Linked DNA regions of Cricetulus griseus: region 2 is linked to region 1. A link is a contact called in public Hi-C data. All regions are on one chromosome and are shown on one strand. Each heading gives the region's core, a stretch centred on a gene start, on an enhancer-like site or on the middle of the called end of the contact. The rest is flanking DNA. Distances are from core to core; before and after follow the strand shown. Region 1 holds the start of Sgms1 (phosphatidylcholine:ceramide cholinephosphotransferase 1). Region 2 overlaps Sgms1 (phosphatidylcholine:ceramide cholinephosphotransferase 1).

What was found. A called contact is a pair of places that touch in the nucleus more often than the background predicts.
Region 2: a Hi-C map of the CHO-K1 cell line shows a contact between it and region 1, with 2.2 times the contacts expected there. The contact joins the enhancer-like site here to the promoter of Sgms1 in region 1.

Annotation. Positions count from the first base shown.
Region 1 is chr3:29,156,652-29,159,830 of CriGri-PICRH-1.0, reverse strand. It overlaps Sgms1 (phosphatidylcholine:ceramide cholinephosphotransferase 1), which reads right to left and starts at 1,554. Exons shown (of 10, transcript XM_035441887.1): 1 at 1,534-1,554.
Region 2 is chr3:29,219,197-29,222,375 of CriGri-PICRH-1.0, reverse strand. The region is part of intron 2 of Sgms1 (phosphatidylcholine:ceramide cholinephosphotransferase 1); the gene reads right to left. Among named protein-coding and RNA genes, the nearest start is that of Sgms1, 63 kb to the right of the region's middle. Within about 2 kb of position 1,490, at least 2 of the 6 cell types and tissues checked have open chromatin away from gene starts, as enhancers often do. A contact at or near this core is called in the CHO-K1 cell line, where this site is marked.

The DNA of each region.
Region 1 (3,179 bases), core at 305-2,804:
TCGGAGCCGGGATCGCGGCCGCCAGAGCGCTCCCCCGCGCCCACCCCCACGAGCGGCCGCGGGGGACCGCCCGCCAGGTACGCGCGCGACAGCGCTCACGCCCCCTCGCCCCGGCTGCCCGCCGAGGTCAGGCCGGGCCCGCGAGACTCGGGTCAGCTCCAGCCTCCCGGGACCCGGAGGCCGGCCCTCCGCCCCCGCCCCCGCCCCGCGACTCACTTGCGCGCGGAGTCGTCGCAGCCGCCGGAATTCTTTTCCACGCGCCGCGGAGCTCCCCGCCGCGGAACGGAATCCGGGGCAGGGCGGCGTGCGGGCTCCGCGCCGATCGCGCTCTCCCGCCCGAGTGCTAGGCTCCCGGGACGAGCAGCCCGCCCGCCCCCGGCCCTCCCCGCTCCTGTCCAGCAGGCAGCCCGCCGCCGCTGCCCCGGCCGCTGCGGAGCTGGCGAGAAGGCTTCCGACTTGGAGCCTCCGGCTGCCGAGCATGCCCAGTCCGCGGCGGAGCCGGGTCGGCTTCCCGCGCGACGCCGGTCCGTTCCTCCGGGTGTTCCCGGCGGCCGGGGGGCGGGGACCGCGGACGCTCGACCGGGGACCCAGCGGAGTCCCGCAGGACAGCGAGTGGGGTGAACTGGGGTGCGGGGGAGATGGAGGGAGGGGGTCCTTTTCTCTTTCGTTTCAAGCAACGGGAACTGGAGAGGCGGGCGCTTTTCCCCACGACGAGAAGGACCCAGATGGTGGGTTTCATCCTCCGGGATCAGATGCCCAATTAGGGCCAGCCCGAGATTTGTACGGCTAGAGCTGGCCAGGGGGCTGAGAAACCACCATCGGGGACAGCAGTTTGCGAACTGCACTGGGATTTCCTTCCCCAACAAGCCCAAGAGCTGCGACACTTGTGACTGATTCATGATTGAGCATTTAAAATGGATGGTCCTCAAACTCTTCGGAAGAGTTCCTTCCCAAAGCTCTAATCCTTACACTCCCACCTTCCCCCAAAATCGGGGGTCCGCCGGTTTCCTAAAAAGCACGCAGCGCCAGGCAGCTCGGAGGCCCCGGAGGTCTCCCGCAGTCTCGGAGCACCGGGCCGCCTAGTCCGGCCGGGCCCCACCTCCCGCCGCCGCTCGGAGCTGCGGCGAAAACCTGGAGAGCGCCGCACCAGAGCCGGAGCACTGCGCATGCCCAATGGCCCCACGGGGTGCGGGTCGCCCGCAGATTTCCTCCTGCTCTCACAGCGGAACCCAGCACGGGGACCCGGATCGCGCGGTGGAGACAGCAGCCTCCCCCGGCACCCGGGCTTCTGGGTCTGCCCGCGCGTGCCGCAGTGACACGGGTCGCCCTGGGGGCGCTGCCCGCAGGGTCTGGTCTGGGGGCGGGGGTGGGAGGGAGGACCAGGAGCGGCCCTGCCTGTGTGACACGTGACTGTCCGCCGCGCTCCGGGGCAGCCATCTTCCGCCCTGCGGGGACCGCTGGCGAGGAACGGTCCGGGATCCGGTGGCTCTCGACCCAGCAGCTTCCCCACCAGGCCCGGGTCCCCGCCCTCACCTGCCTCCGCGGGGCTACTGCGTGGGTGCCGCTGCGCTGGCACTCGATCCCCGGGAGGACGGGCTGTCTCCGGAGCCAGAACCCAAAGGCTGAGAATTGGAGAGCAGCTCTCCTGGGCTGACGGCGTCTGCTTTTCCCCAGGGGCGGAAGTTAGAAGAGGAGTTCTCGTTCCTGAGGCGCCGGTACCGCTCCCACTGCTTCCCTGTTGTGACCCATTCCCGGCGACGGGAGGATGGAGGTGGCGGAAGACGTCAGGACCGCCGCCGCTCCCCTCCATGCATTTCCCCTGCCGCCGGTCAGGTTCCATGGTGATGCTGTTATAGTCACTTGGTGTCCCTGAAATCTCTGGACCCTCGACCTCACCACCCGAGGATGCATTACCACACCTAGACCCACGGAATCAGAAACGCTATTGGTGGGGTCCTCCCTGAAATCTGGTTAACAAGCCCTCAGGGTGAACCTAAATGCCGCTTTCCCTAAGCCCTTGAGACCCGTTTTCATGTGAGACGCTGAAAACTTGGGAAAAAACGGATTCAAAATGCAGCCTGCTCCTGGCCAGGCGCTTGGGGTCTCTCGTCCTCTCCTGCATCCCTGGCCTCTTCACCCCAGGACACTATGCTACTGCACTTACACCGTGTTTTTACATGACAACAGACATTCAGTTCAGTTTGGAGTGTCAACCAAGAGCAGGAGAGTGCCTGAGCGGCTTAGTAGCCCCACTGGGTATTAAACATCAGTTTAAAAGATAAAAGGAAGGCTTGCTGGTTTTTGACATGAGTGCTGGACAGCCACTGGCTACTTCGCACTTGCTGTAACCGAGGTCAAAGTAAGCACTGCTGTATGACAGATCAAGGAATCTAGAGTTTAAAATCTACCCTCCTCCCCCAGTGTGCACGTGTGTGTGTGTGTGTGTGTGTGTGTGTGTGTGTGTGTATGTGTGTGTGTGTACACACACACTTGTAAAGATGAATTAAAGTCTGCAGAATAGTGACAGTTGCTAGTGTGTCGCAGTCAATATAGGGCTACTTTAATTTTTTCCCCTGTATCTTTGAAATGTTTTTTTAAGAAAAAAAAAGATAGGACTCTTCTATGCATAATTTTAACATGATGCATCATATATTAAAAAGGGAAGGATATAAAAGCATTTTCACAAAAAAAGCATTTTCACTTCAATTTCAAGAAACTATTCTTAGAAAAGGCACATGTAAATACACTATATTTAGCATAGCTGTAAATAAATGGGGGGGATCTAAAGAGAAACCATAGCATTTAAAGTAAATTCTGAATTGTGTGGTCATAAGAGACACATCAGAGTTGACAGCAGATTAAATTTAGCTGTGATCTTTAAGTCACTATGTACCAAAAACTATTTAATAAATGTGAAAATGCTCCCTTTCTAGTCCGATGAGTGGTGAAGACTGGAGGAGTTCCTCAGCACTTGAAAATACATGCTGTTCTTCAAGAGACTCTAGTTCAGTTCCCAGCACCCCACCTTGCAACTGACAACCATCTGTAATTCCAGCTGCAAGGGATCTCGTGCCCTCTTCTGGCTGTAGAGAGCACCAATCATGCATGTGTGTAGACAGGCAAACAATTATACATAAATAATAAATCTCTTTAAGAAATAAAAGAATCCTTACACCATT
Region 2 (3,179 bases), core at 241-2,740, 63 kb before region 1:
AATCATCCAATAACAATCTGGTTTTTCTTTTAAAATTGAGAAGTCATTCGAGTGAATAAATAAGCATTGTTCTAGGGGATACAAATTAAGTGAATATTCCCTTTGCCATGTACCATTTCTGACATTGTATGTCCCTATGTATTTTACTTTTCCAGACCCACAAAACATTCCGCAAGTTGCTTTTTACACTCAATAACACAACAAGCACACCCTTCTACATTAGTGTGCTCATGTTTTCTTTTCACTGAATTCAGAGTTAGAACACAGAATACACAGAATGCCAATGCAGATAACTGGGTCTTGGATACCTCTAGCTAAACAGAAAGAAAAAAAAAAACACTTGCAAAATGGGGCCACACAGGACATGTCACCAACATCACGCAATCACCTTTCCTTTTCAAAAGCCCAAGCTTCCCACATGGCAGGTTAAGAAGCACCAGGGGAGAAAAAAGGCCTCCAAAGAAAGGAAAGAACCAAATCAGCCAGGAACCTCACAGACATTAACTTTGGGCATTTTAATTACAATGATTCTAGATATTGGCTGAAAATCATCCAAGTCACTAACTTAGAACTCAGTGGGTCATCTAATGCAGCCCACCATCTCCCCAGGTTTAATGTCTTAAACGAAAGGACAGAACTCAGCTGGCAAATAAGGTGCTTATATACATATTATCCACCCGATGTCAATGCCAGGGGCCTCGGGGGAGGCCAGAGATGCAGGAAGAGCACAGGATGCAGACGGGCCTCTGCTCCAAGCCTATCCTTCTATAATGGAAGTGGCTGGTAAGTGGAGAACAATAAACCTCATATTTCAAACACTAATTCTGTTAGTGACTCAAGATCCTGCAAAGCAAATTAAGTATTCAGATATTCAGTAATTCCAACTTGATTCCCAGATACAGAAAAAAATCTCTCCATCTAAAGATATCAACTCCCTAGAGGCCACAGCCTGCCTGAATAGCTAGCTTTTAAAACACTTTAGGAAACTTGACCTCAAAGTAAAATCAGCAATTTGGTGTGTGTGTGTGTGTGTGTGTGTGTGTGTGTGTGTGTGTGTGTGTTGGCGGGGGTGGGGGGGTGGGGGGGGGGGGGATGGGGGGGGGGGGGTGTCTGAGCAAACGTAGTGCACACCAACACACATTCAGAAATACCATAATCCCTTCTCCTATTAATACATACAACTTGTTTTCTAAAATAAACACTGAAGCCTCTCCCACCATTCCTTAACTTGGTTACATGAAAAGAATACCTCATTGTCAAGCTAGAAAAGAATATTCCAGATTGGCTCCTTTCCCCCTCTCTCTCTCATTTCCAAACATTACCACATTGACCTTAATTCTCCAAGCCCTTGGTTTTGGTTTTCATTAAATCCCAGGGAGGGCATGACAATAACCTCCTAATCATTTCAGTTGCCAGAGTCACCCTCTCCCATGTACAAAACTCCCTGAGAAGCCTCATGTACTCATTCTCTCGACTCATTCAGCAAGTATTTCCAGAGTCTCTACTACGCAACACGCACTGCTCCTGGCCAGGAAGAAAAGAAATGTGCACAGTCACACAGCACAGAAGTACCCCACAATGGTGTCAATCAGGGCATGTGGCCGTGCCAGGGGAGGAGGCAGGCTTGAGAGCTGCACTTCATCAAGGGCAGTCAACAAATCAAACGTCTCATTCCAGACGGGACTCCAAGTGTGTCCTGGAGGGAAAAGAGGGGACAGACACACCAGGGGATGTGTATTCCAGGTAAAAGGATCCAGGTGCCCACAGGAATGCAGGGACCCGGGGCTCAGGACCCAGCCATCAGAGACATGATCAGAGAGACCACATAGGACCACACAGACTTAGTCATACCCATGAAGTACACTTGGAATGAAGCCAAAATAGTATTTTTCCATTCAGTAATTCCTTCCAGAAATTCCCAAAGAAACTTAAAGGTTTTGAGAATACTGAGGAAAAAAAAAGTCGAGAAATAGAGAGGCAAGCATTAGATTTCATCCTGTTGTTTGCTTAGCAATCAACACAGAATCCATGGTGGCACTTTCAAAACAACAGCCAGAAATGCTGCTTGCTGGTCTTCCAGGGTAAAGGCTGAGGTCAACACGTCCAAGAACTGAGAGAAGAACATGAAGAGAAATATCACCCAGTGCCCCCAGTGTCACCCAGTCTTCCAGCTGCTACTGTGCTCTGTGCGGTTTGTGGTCCTGTCTGCTGCCATCTTGGAGTGAAATCTGAGACAAGTTAATATTAATACACTATGTATGGGATGCTTTGCAATGCTGTTGATCTTGCACATCCAAACACAAACACTATTCAAACACTACTGGGTAAAACTGGGGGGAGAGGGGCATTTTCCGATGTCTGAATATTCACTAGAGGCTTACTGTTCCCTGTGAACAGTTTTGACATTACTGTTGATTATTAAAAACATTTTAAATATGTGCAAGGAACATAAAGGGAATGAAGAATGTTGCCTTTATAATAGTCTTTTATAATATCTACTTTAAATTACAGAATTAAGAAGCATCATTGGTAGTCACTTAGAAAAATAATTTTTAGCATCTTATTGTTTAAAAAATATCAGTTACTCAAAAACATGAACAAAGGCCTAGCACTTTTAATATTTAAGCAATGTAGTTATTTACACGAGGTGGGAAAGAATGACCATTTTACTGTTGCTAAAAAAATATCTTCATTGCTAGCTAAACATTTTAGTAAAATATTCCAAGGAGAAAACATGTTTTATTTCAAGAAATGCATAAAATAGTACACATTTTATTGTAGGAATCAGAACCTGACCTAAAAATCTGAAAGAACAAAAGTAAATAAATGTCAATGGCACAGCTAAAGCAAACAGCACAAACAACCTGCTTCTATTATGAAGTAGGAAACAAATTCAGACCAGCCTGAGGAAGCCAAATCTTTTATGTTGGTCCCTGACTATACCTGCCCTGAGGCTTCTATCTCCAAGCATCAAAAGACACACAGGAAGAATTGCTCCAAGTGCAGGGGTTGACAATAGCTCAGTAGAAACAGTTAACAACAGAAAGAGAACAGACCCTTCGCTGGCCCTGCGGTTCCATTAATGACTGGGGTAGCTAGAAAGCACCAGATGCAATTCCAATTTCTATTTCTCAGTCACCCTAATAGGTACTCTTGAGAATGGAAGCACAGAGAGGTTA